3 separate regions of the Mus musculus genome follow, and regions 1 and 2 are each linked to region 3. A link is a contact called in public HiChIP or PLAC-seq data. All regions are on one chromosome and are shown on one strand. The core of a region is the stretch at or near the end of the contact, and the rest is flanking DNA. Distances in the headings are between cores, read along the strand shown.

Region 1 (3,955 bases), core at 1,414-3,913, 290 kb before region 3:
CCCTATCTCAATCTAGAATACATTAATAATAACAATAAGCAGGTATCAAATGTAACTAACGTGCCAGGCACTGTGCTCAATGCTGAACCAAGCTCCCTTGCTTTAACCTTCAGAGCGATCCCTGATATCCACACTATTAGAGGTGAGTGTGCGAGCGAAGGCAGCAGCAGCTTGTGGGCATCACAGAGCCAGCATCACCTCTGCCTTCAGTGGCTTTGGACACTGAACTTAGCATTCCACTCCACTATCCTGCCTCCCTACAGCAGTGACATATTCAACAACTAACAGGACCTAGATCAGAATTCTCAGTGTGCCACAGTGGCCAGCATTCTGCTCTGCGGTGGCATTTCCTGATTCCCAGCATATCATTCCTTTGTCTCCAGTTTGTTTCCCTCTCTTCTCTTCAAGCATTTCATTCACTCCATTTCTTCCCCATCCTCCACACTTATCAATACCACATGCTTTTATCCTACAATGTTCTTGGGAGCAGGTTAGTTTTAATGGTGAAGTCAAGGGAACCAAGAGCTATCCTAAGTCTACTATAAATCACAAGTTGTACACAGAAAGCCTAGAGCCACATCTGCCCACCAGATGTGTTTGCTTCAGATCCTACTGTTTTGGTATTCTTTAATAAGTCATCAATGTTTAAAATATAAGACAAGTTCACATGCAAATCTAAAAATTTAGTTTTTTTAAAAATAAAGTATCTTGAGGGGCTACAGAGAGGGCTCAGAAATTAAGAACACTCATTGCTGGGTTCAGTTCCCAGCACCCACACACAGTGGCTCACAACCATCAATGACTCCAGTTCCAGGAGACCCAACCCCCCTTCTGATCTGGGCCAGCACCAGCTCTGCATATTACATACATAAACACACACAAGCAGTATCTGTCAACACCAGATCCAGCCCAGGAGCTGTTTCCTAGAGCTTGCTCTCCTGTCTGAAGACAGTCTCTAGTCCCTGCCTCTGTGCATGTCCCTTAACTTTTTCATCTCAGGCCTCTGCATCCAAGTGCTGGATTACAAATGTGTGCCATCACAACCAACCAGTCTCCTTTCATACTTCCATTACCTGGCCTCAGAGGTACTACATCTGTGACTTCCATTAAATATATTTAAGTAGTGGCATCAATATCACCGTAGATGGTGTTCTATGCCATTTTTACTTAGGCTATGCTCTACAAGAGATGCTACTAGCTAATGGCTTACTGTCAGATCAAAACCACAGGGAAGGCAACACTGGCAACACTCAGGCCAAGGCACACACAAAGCACTCAGTATCCGCAGCTGCACCAACCCATCCCAAAGCATCTATGGCACAGGTAACACTCCTCTGGGGTTCAGACCTCAAACAAGAAAGTTCCCCGGTAAGACTATATATAGGCTGAGTGGTGGTTACAAAGCATGTGTACATAACACAGAGCTCAGGTTTCAGCTTTGCTAGGCTCCTCATAGCATGAATTTTAAATGTTAAGATAATTGCAATATCTATCTTCTTTTAGTCTTTGAGTAGCCATGTAAAACCCATATTTTTATGGTAATGTAAATCCATTAGGGGGAGTAATAGGAAGTGCAATGAGGAATCAATCTTAACCTGGAAAAAAACAGACACTAAATGACCTTCCCTATCTCCAATTTCTCTGGTCCATGCTAAACTATGAAACTATTTTCTAGACAAAAAAAAAAAAAAAAAAAATCGGGCATACTGAAGAACTGAGATGCTAAGATCCTGCTTGCAACTAATATCAAGTCTTTCCGTCTAGGAAGTTTGTGTCTGGCCTGTGCAAGAACTGAGACACGGCTGGGGTGTGGCTGGACTTTCTGTGTTAGAAAAGCCAAGCCATTAGGCTGAGCCTGTACAGCATGATTTACGACTTACTGAAGAGGTCTCTGCCTGATAACAGTGCTGCTGGGGTTGTGCAGAGAAAGGCTCGCTTCTTAGAGAGCACTTAAGAACAGACAGCTATTCTTAAAAATATGCCCAGCAAGTTTTCTGTACTACAAAACTATGTTTTCATAAAAGCCCAGCTCATAACATGAAACGCTCAGAAAGGAACCTCATTCAGTTCCGCCACAGAAGAAATCCAGAACCATATTTTATTGAAAATTTAAAAAAAAAAAAACTTGCTCAAAGGCGGTTTGTTCCAAACTCTTTGTGCTATCTTATTAACACAATCTTAAGCTCCTTGGGAAAGCTGTGAACTGGCCTTCTTCTACAACTGTACCGTCTTCTCATTTATTAGTTTTAAATTAAGTCAGTCAGTCCCACTTCCCCTCCCCGACAGCCTAATGCTCCACAAACAGCAATGACTGTGTTACTTCAGCTAACTGCAGTCTTGCAGAGTAAGTAACTCAGATCATCAGATTTACCCTATGCTATGTTAAAAAAACTAATTAACTCAAAAGAAACAAAAGATGATTGTAACAAAAGGCAATGTTCTCATATCAAGCATTTTCTTTCCCCTACAGTTACAGCAGTCTTAAATTAAAAAGCAAAACTATGTATCCATCAGACAAACCTGGCCATTCCATGCACAGTAGAGATTGCAGAGTAAACTCCAATTGTGGTTTATCATGCAGTCCAGCAGCCTGAACTGGGCCATGTCTGCCTAGAGCGCAGCCTTCATCCTCTGACTCAGCAAGCAGCGCTCCCTCTGCAGTCAAGTGCTCAAGTGCTCGCAGAGGCTCTTCCCCTCCCTTTCCTGTCTGAGCATCGTCAGGAGAGGCCAGGCTGCATCACCCTCCCAAACACTAGGATATTGTTACATCACGCAGCAGAGCCTGCCTTTGTCTGTATTTAGCATCACTTTGGTTGTTTAACAATTGTTATCTTCTTCTTTGGGGGAATTATAAGCTGTCATTTACTTAGTCAATAAAAGCACAGCTTAGGAAAGTGGTACAATAAAATAACCATACTATCAACATCCTACAGCAAACCAATTCCCACACAGGAATTGGTCTTTACTCAGTGTAAAGGGGGTTAGAATCCCCATCCTTCTTAATCTCTCTGCAGCCCCTCGCATGGCTAACAGCCTTCCAAGCCTCCCATCTCTCTCACCCTAGGTGTAGCACATCTCCATTTTGTATAATATGTCTGTAACTCCTTGCCTAGCAAGAGGCCAGGAAGGAGGTGAGAAAAGAGTGGCTCAGCTTCCTCAATGGCTGTTGCTAGAAGTGCAACAAGGAGCCGACAGTTTAACCTTTGAACTCCAACTCACTCATCTGTAAAATAGGTAACACCTGCATGGGCTTTTTAGCATGAAAAAGTTTAACAAGACTAAAACAGAACACCTAATCGTTCTTATTAATATTCCCAAGACTGGCTTCCCTTCTTATCTAAGTTAGAATTCTCTCCTTGACCCACTTTCTCCTTTCTTGCGCTCTCCCTAGATGATGTCATCGTCCAGGCTCATGACTATGAATGACTCCAACCCTCTCCAACCCTTTCTCCCAAGCTTCAATCTGCATGACTGAACCCTTGCTAAGCATGGGTACCTAGATGCCTAGCACTACTTGCTCCAAACAGGGCTCATTATCTTCCCTCTCCCAGCCCCAATAATCTCCTCATCTACATAACGACAGCACAATTCAAGCCCTGGGTTACCAAAACACAAACAGCTCCTGAGCCCCTTCTCTACCCAGCTACCAAGTCTGACATCTCTAAAACACAGTCCTTTTCTCCCTCCGTGGCCTCCTCCTAAATGAGACTCCCATTGGCTTCTCCAGGTTGGTCTCTCCTCCATTCTGCCACTCCTCTGCAGTCTTGCTCCACAGGATTAACAAAAGAGTATTTTAAACCAGTTACTCATAGGGCTATACAGGCTACATCACTTCCTTCGCTGCTTTCTGTCAGGATATGGTCCTCAAAGTATGTTCCCATTAGCTCTATAAGACAAGGGATATGAGCTAGATGGGTTAAAACAATCATTTGGTCAAATAAGTTTGCTCCCAAAC
Region 2 (3,658 bases), core at 731-3,230, 310 kb before region 3:
TGGAAGGCTCTGGGATCAATGACAGGGTGGGAGAGAAGGAGAGGCAGGAGGAAAGGGGGAGATAGGCTCTTACAAGAGGCTATAACAAGACAGAGTGCTCATTACATAATAAGTATAGGTATGTCTCCTTATGCACTTATCAGGTCATCTCTGTTGCACATTCCAGAATGCACTCTTGAAAAAGCACTTTGCATCCTTTTGTCTTCAAAGGTCCTCATAGAAATTCTATGATAGATCTACAGTCCTACTGGTGAAGTCTTATTCTCTTCTAACTCTTACCACAGGTCAAACAATGGCTTAACGAGTCTGTTTGAAGAGCCAGACCTTCTTTTGGTGATTTTACTTACTGAGGAAACACAAAACTGTGGTTTTCTTTTTCTGTCTTTGAATTGTTAACTTTACCGCTGCAACCTTCAACTGGAGTGATGCTGTTCTGTTGATATCTCTAGTCCAGAGGGAGACATGGACTCTGAGCTAGACTCTTTGATCTAATCCTTGGTTTATAGCTGCAGACTGTGGTCGCCAAGCTTCTTAAAGCGTTTCTGCCTTGACTGATTGGCTCTGAGGATGAATAAGTTACCACTAATTCAAAAGCCTTCCACTATCTAAAAATTTTTGAGTATTTATATGATAGACAACAGAAGTAGAAAACGCCATACTTTACATGATAGATCTTAGGAAACTAGAAATACTGCATTTTCAGACACTGTGTGCAAGGTGTACACACAAGGTTTACACTAGGATCCATTCTATTCTACCAAAAGAGAAAGAAAGAAACCGAATACACTCTGGTTCAGGAATTTTGGATAAAGAATAGTCAACCTAAATAAATAACTACATCATAAGCCTGTTTGTGTCATTACTATCTATCATTACAAAGATAGTTTTAATATTTTTTTAAAGATTTATTTATTATATGTAAGTACAACATGTAGCTGTCTTCAGATGCACCAGAAGAGGGCATCAGATTGCAACACGGGTGGTTGTGAGCCACCATGAGTTTGCTGGAATTTGAACTCAGGACCTTTAAAAGAGCAGTTGGTGGTCTTAACCACTAAGCCATCTCTCCAGCCCAGTTTTAATATTTTTTAAAGGCAGGGTCTCATGTAGCCTAAGCTGACCTTGAATTTGCTCTCCCAACCCCATGACTCTAAACTGATCTATTGTCCTCCCAAGCGTTCAAACAGCAGACATGTATTATCATCTTTAAGTCCTGTGATGAGTGCAAAGTGTATATATAATGCTTAAAATAGCACCTTGAAAGTAACCAAATTACTTTTGTAAAATAAAATTACACGTTTCACTAACACAAAGATTATTTAAAGTATTACTGTTCAGATACTGAAATCAAATGTAAAAACATGATTTTTGTCTAAGAAAAACAAAACCTGAATATCTAAAATTTTTTACTGATTATTTTTTCAGTGTTGGAGATTGAACCCAGGGCCTCAAACATGCTTGGCAAGTACTGTATCACTGACTGCCAGCCAAAACTGTTTATATTCTAAGTGTGATAGAGAAATGGATCTACAGTGGTTGAGTAATTTCTCAAAACTAGAAGCTGCTAATAAGCAATGAGTTCCCCTACTTTCTCCAATACACACCACAGAGTAATAAGATAGTGTTGAATAAGTAGATGTTGCTTATCTCTAAACCAATTTCTCCAGAGTCATGCTGGAGAGATAATCTGGTGTTTTGAAGATTTTTTTTTGGGGGGGGGGGGTTATTAGTTTAGATTTTAAGTTAGTTAAAAAAAAAAAAAAAAACTCTTAAAATATAATCCGTATATGCCAAGTGTGCTTGAAAGCATCTTGCTGGTAAATCTTTTTTTTAACTTAAATGTTTTGTTTGACAGTTTATATGGGTCAGAGGAGAAAGAAGTGAGAACAAGAGGAAGAGGGTGAGTCAGGTCAGGACAGCCTTGGGTGTCATTCTTGAGATGCCATCCATTGTTTGAGACAGAGTCCTCCCTTAGGTCAGCAACTCACCCAGCAAGGCCAGAGAGCCCCCAGGGGGTCCCACCTATCTCTGCTTCCCAGGAGCAGGGGAATACAGATGTTCCAGGTATGCCTGCTTTCTTCCCAGTGTGGGGATCAAACCCAGATCTTCACCCTGGTTCTTTACATTGAGCTCCTTCCAGACTTTTTGTCAATCCAGGTAAAAACAAGAAAGCAACTTTGATACTAAGTATCTTGCTGTACCTACACATATTTTTCTAAACAGTGATTCTAGCTCCCAGTACAGTTATTAGGACAAAGGAAATGAACTCACAGCTTGGGGTTGGAAGACCAGGATAACTTCTGTCTGTAGTAATGAAAATGAAACCCTTGAGTGTGTCAGTATTTTCTCTTTTCTTTTCTTTTCTTTTCTTTTCTTTTCTTTTCTTTTCCTTTCTTTCTTTTTTTTCCCCTCCTTTTTCCAACTCAGGGACATTTATTCAGTAAATTTTCAGTGCTATACAATCTTCATTCTACTTTGCTTATGTTGAACATTTCATAGAAATGCACATAATTCCATTCAACTCGTGGCCTTTTTGTGTCAGGTTTCTTTCATTATCATAATGTTTTCAAACTCCACCCACAAAATAGTGTGTAAGAACCAGCCATGATGGACTACTCTTAGCCCTCTACAACAAAAGCCAAAATAAAACCATTCTTTTGTAAGCTGTTTTAGTCGTGGTAGTTTATCACAGCAACAGAAAATTAACAAATATATCCCTCAACCTCTTTTTTTTTTTTTTAATTACAACTTTTTTGTTGTTGTTAGATATTTTCTTTACTTTTCAAATTTTCCTCATTTCCCCTCCGAAAACCCCACATCCTGTCCTGGCACTCCCCTACAATGGAGCACAGAACCTTCACAAGACCAAGGGCCTCTCTCATTGACATCCCACAAGGACATCCTCTGCTAACATATGCTACATATGTGGCTGGAGCATCCATGTGTACTCTTTGGTTGGTAGTTTAGTCCCTGGGAGCTCTGGGGGGTCTGGTTGATTGATATTGTTGTTCTTCCTATGGGGCTGCAAACTCCTTCAGCTCCTGGGGCCTCTGTGCTCAGTATTTTCACTAACAGCTCCAGCTTTAGTTCATCATGCAGGTGGATATTCGTTTGCAGCACCTCTCTCACAACTCATCTCAGAAGCTGCCTTGCTGTGGTCCCATATCCAAAGTCTCTGTACTTAAACTACTGCATGATGTGGGCTCATGGCTGCCCTTCCATCCAGGTCTCTGCTTCTCAGGGTACCTAGCACCTAAGCAGCTGCCTTTTCTCTCTTCCTAGGTATATCTCTGCTCCCTCTTTCTCTTCAAAGTTTAGATCCCAACTTTTCAAAGATAGATTCCTAAATCCTCACTATAATAATTCAAATTTATATAATAACAAAAGTAACCACAAATGTAGCAAGCTTGAGAGCCCTCAGAAGTGCTGCACAAGCAGACTAGCTCTGCTGCGGGTACGTGTTCAAGTTTTCTCTCCTTAACTTTTAGACTTACACACTTATTACCGTGTCACAGAACGACAAGAGGTATCACCTCACACGTACTTCTCACAACCAACAGTGCCTCCTCAGACTATTTTCTGGGCATACTCTCTGAGCTGTTTCATTGGTGGTAAGGACATATTTCAATTAGGCGCTCCTATCTTCCTTGGTTCTCCT
Region 3 (3,684 bases), core at 870-3,369:
GGGAACCCCACAGTGCACCAGAGACCTGGGAGGTGAGAGACTCACAGTGCCCAACAGTAGGGAGAGGGAACTTATAGACCTCCAGCAGGAAGACAGGACATCAAGTGAGGGATGAAGTTTCCACCCCACAGTCACACCTCTGACCCATAATTGTTTCTGTCTGAAAGAATTACAGGGATGGAAATGGAGAGAAGCCTGAGGTAAAGAAGGTCCAGTGACAGGCCAAAGTGGGATCCAGCTCAAGGGGAGGTCCCAAGGCCTGAAACTATTATTGAGGCTATGCAGGGCTCACGAAAAGGATCTATCAAGACTGCCCTCCTAAAGACTCAACAAGCGGCTGAAAGAGTCAGATGCAGATATTTGCACCCATCCAAAGGACAGAAGCAGATGATCCCTGTTGTTGAATTAGGGAAGGCTGAAAGAATTTGAGGAGAAGGGCGATCCTATATGAGGACCAGGAGTCTTAAATAATCTGGACCTCCAAGATCTTTCAAACATTGGACCACCAAACAGACAGCATACACCAGCTGATATAAGACCCCTAACATATACACAGTAGAGGACTTCCAGGTCTATGTTCATTCAGAGATGATACACCTAACCCTCCAGAGGCTGGAGATACCAGGGAGTTTAGAGGTCAGATGGAGTGGAGGGTGGGGGCATCCATGTAGAGACGGGGTGTGGTAGGGAGGAGGTGTGGGATGTGGAGCAGTTGGAGGGTAGGAGGGGAAGGGTGAGGATTGGAATATGGAGTGTAAAAACTGAATTACAAATAAAATTAAATTTAAAAATATAAAAGTAATAAAAAATTTTAAAAAAAGATTTATTTTAGACCACTGGAAATCCTACAGTATAAGCTTTCCATATGTGTAGTAGCATTCTACATGTATATATATGTATGTATATTGGAATATATATTCTTTAGAATATATATTCCTTAGAACATATATGTGTATGTATATATATATATATATATATTCATTGCATATATATAAAGTTGGGGTATAGCTCAGTGGTAAAGTGCTTACCTAGCACTAGTTTTAATTTGTGGTACCTGAAAATAAACAAGTAGACACACACATATCTCGCTAGAGCAGAGCCTGTCTCCTTTCTTCTCTTAAGTCGGTCGGTTCAGATGTCTCTCTTCCACTGTCTTTGTCTCAGTAATGTCAGGTCCCAAGAATGGAGACAGGGGTCGGTGGGGAGAAAGGAAGCTTTACTTGTTGCCACCCCAGGCTGAAGCACTTTGCAACCAGGACCAACTGTTCATCTATTTCTTTTCTGGTTCAAGAAAGTCTTCTGTCTCTGACTGCCTTTCCAGCCTGTCCATGTCACGTAATTTAAAATAGGCTACCTTTCACCTAAGCCCAGTTGATTTCTGACACAGAAGTCAGCCCACAGGAAAGAGGGACCTAGTGTAACATCTGAAACCCACACAAAGCAACTGCTCTGAGAAACTGTGGCCACTCCCCTCCACAGGCCCATGCTTCAGAGTTTAGTTTTCCTCTGCATACGTTAGCTTTTTATTTAGGAGGACAGCTGATTGGTGTTACTTTTGTTCCTGATTTGGTTTTAAAGTATAATTTTGTACTAGTTATCAGAGACCTGTATATATAGCACAAAGAGAATTCTTATAGTAGAAATAGCCAAAGTTCTGGTAGTACCTGTTGATATCTCTCTCTCTCTCTCTCTCTCTCTCTCTCTCTCTCTCTCTCTCACACACACACACACACACTCACACACTCACACACACACAGACACACACATACACTTTGTTGCTATATTTGCAGTGCCTAGACCTGGCAAGGTAATTGCTAAGAAACACATGTTGCATGACATATTTTACTGGGAATGGGAGGGTATACCTGCTAATGTTAACCTAAGAAAAGCCTGAAAAAAATCCCAGATGAATTGGACCTGTTACACCATTTTGCCCAAGGCAGCTTTCTGTGAATTCGGTCTGGCAGGGAGTGATAAAACCCTTGTTATCGATACCTGGTATTCCCATGCAAGTGGGTGTAGTATAGGCAACCCTTTGATCTGCCGTGGCTCCTCTCCCTGTGGAGGTGGGGCTCCTGAGAAGCCCTTTGAGCAGACCTGCCTGTACAAGGAAGCCAAGGTAACAGGATGCTGTGAGGTTTAATCCAACCTGATCAGACCAGAAAGAACTCAAGGGTGACTCAGAGTCTAAAAATGTGTTGTGCAAACAGACTGGGTGCCAAGCTCCTGGGTAATTTGGCTGGGTTGGAACAGGCTCCTGGATGAGGAAAGCAAGTCTCCATTCTCATCATACAGGCTTCAACACAGAGCCAAAGAGCACCTCAGCTGCTCGACCTCCTCAACCAGCGCATAGGAAGAAGATTCGTCTCCTTTCAGCAAGGAAAGTCCAGAGAGAAAACCTAATTCATGGAAGCCTCATACGTAGCCCAGACTTGAAACAGACCTTACCTGCTTCCTCAGTCTCCAGGACAAGTGTACATACACTACATCAATGCAGGGAGATTTGCCAGAAGGAATTTTCCCAGTATCTGTCACCTTACTTCCTGAAACTTCAAACATGGTTGGAATCAGAACTGGTAGACTGTTCGCTCTGGGCACAGGGCAAGTAGAGCCCACCACAGCCATACACCCAGAAAGATAAGAGACGCTCTGTCTGTCTCTCTGTCTCTGTCTCTGTCTCTGTCTCTCTCTTACTATGAAGCACAGGCTAGCTTTGAACTCAAAACCCTCCTGCCTCAGCCTCCTGAGTGCTGGGATTACAAGTTCTACCCACCTCCTCCATGTATCTTTAGATGAAGTAAGACCTCTAAGTCCCCGGAGGAGCTAGCTGTCCAGATGTTAAAACTCTGGGCAGGACAGTTTCAGTGCTCCATGGCAACGGGTCTCCATGAGAAGATTCTCAGGTACCAGACTCAGGTGGCAAGGTGTTATAGTCTCTGAGATGTGCTGCAGATACAAGGCAGGCTCCAAGACACATCTAGGCAAGAGAACAGGAACTTGTCACAGGCTCAGCACTTACAGCAGCTTTAAGACTGCTTAACCCATGTTCCAACCCTGTCACCCTCCCATTTAACCAAGACACACCTACAGTCAGTCAGTCAGATAGACAGACACACACACAGTAAAATCAGTAATACTCAGTAAGTTTATCATCGGTATCCTAACCAGCTGCTTCTCCTTTCTAGCCCACACCTTTCTCTTTTCTGTCTGATATATCAACATAGTCCTCACAGCCTAACCCCTGACCCCAGCCAAAGCGGAACTGTTGAAATGCACGTAGTCACTGGGTTACATGCTCTACCTGTTCACTGCTATGCGCTTAGTATTGAGATCAAATAATTTCTGGTACACAGTGGATATGTCAAAATATTTGCTGGGATGACAACTGCAAAAATGTGTACTTACCAGGAACCACAGCAGCTGGCCATCTCTCTGAGGGAAACCAACTATAACCATTACAAGCAAGGAGGAAGGCATATACAATGCCACATCCCTGCTAGCTAAAACTGTAGCTTACTGAGTCATTTCGTACAGTTAAGAATAGGATTTTGGCATTTTCATCAGTTTGGTGGTGTGCTTCCTGTGTATATAGAGACCTCCCTGGTTCCCCAAAGGACACCACTCTGAGAGCCACCGTCCCTGCTAACAAACTGTGACCTGCCCACAGAATCAGTCTTCCTTAAT

The links. HiChIP or PLAC-seq counts read pairs in DNA pulled down with a chosen protein or histone mark.
Region 1: a contact with region 3 is called in an HNF4G HiChIP or PLAC-seq map of pancreatic cancer cells. The contact joins two enhancer-like sites. A contact is called at or near these places in 1 of 39 promoter capture datasets (embryonic stem cells), 1 of 15 datasets of contacts at CTCF or cohesin (CD8 T cells), 1 of 484 Hi-C or Micro-C datasets (bone marrow-derived macrophages), 4 of 115 datasets of contacts at active chromatin or transcription factors (embryonic basal ganglia, embryonic stem cells, extraembryonic endoderm stem cells and 1 more) and 2 of 9 other capture datasets (adipose tissue and embryonic stem cells).
Region 2: an H3K27ac HiChIP or PLAC-seq map of trophoblast stem cells shows a contact between it and region 3, with 6 times the contacts expected there. The contact joins two enhancer-like sites. A contact is called at or near these places in 1 of 484 Hi-C or Micro-C datasets (bone marrow-derived macrophages), 5 of 115 datasets of contacts at active chromatin or transcription factors (bone marrow-derived dendritic cells, embryonic stem cells, extraembryonic endoderm stem cells and 2 more) and 2 of 9 other capture datasets (adipose tissue and liver).

Annotation. Positions count from the first base shown.
Region 1 is chr2:20,940,763-20,944,717 of GRCm38.p6, forward strand. All of the region lies in intron 1 of Arhgap21 (Rho GTPase activating protein 21), which reads right to left. Among named protein-coding and RNA genes, the nearest start is that of Arhgap21, 25 kb to the right of the region's middle. Within about 2 kb of position 2,664, at least 128 of the 459 cell types and tissues checked have an H3K27ac peak or open chromatin away from gene starts, as enhancers often do. A contact at or near this core is called in pancreatic cancer cells, where this site is marked.
Region 2 is chr2:20,923,156-20,926,813 of GRCm38.p6, forward strand. The region is part of intron 1 of Arhgap21 (Rho GTPase activating protein 21); the gene reads right to left. Among named protein-coding and RNA genes, the nearest start is that of Arhgap21, 43 kb to the right of the region's middle. Within about 2 kb of position 1,981, at least 20 of the 459 cell types and tissues checked have an H3K27ac peak or open chromatin away from gene starts, as enhancers often do. A contact at or near this core is called in trophoblast stem cells, where this site is marked.
Region 3 is chr2:21,232,957-21,236,640 of GRCm38.p6, forward strand. No RefSeq gene overlaps it. Among named protein-coding and RNA genes, the nearest start is that of Gm52501, 6.1 kb to the left of the region's middle. Within about 2 kb of position 2,120, at least 81 of the 459 cell types and tissues checked have an H3K27ac peak or open chromatin away from gene starts, as enhancers often do. A contact at or near this core is called in pancreatic cancer cells and trophoblast stem cells, where this site is marked.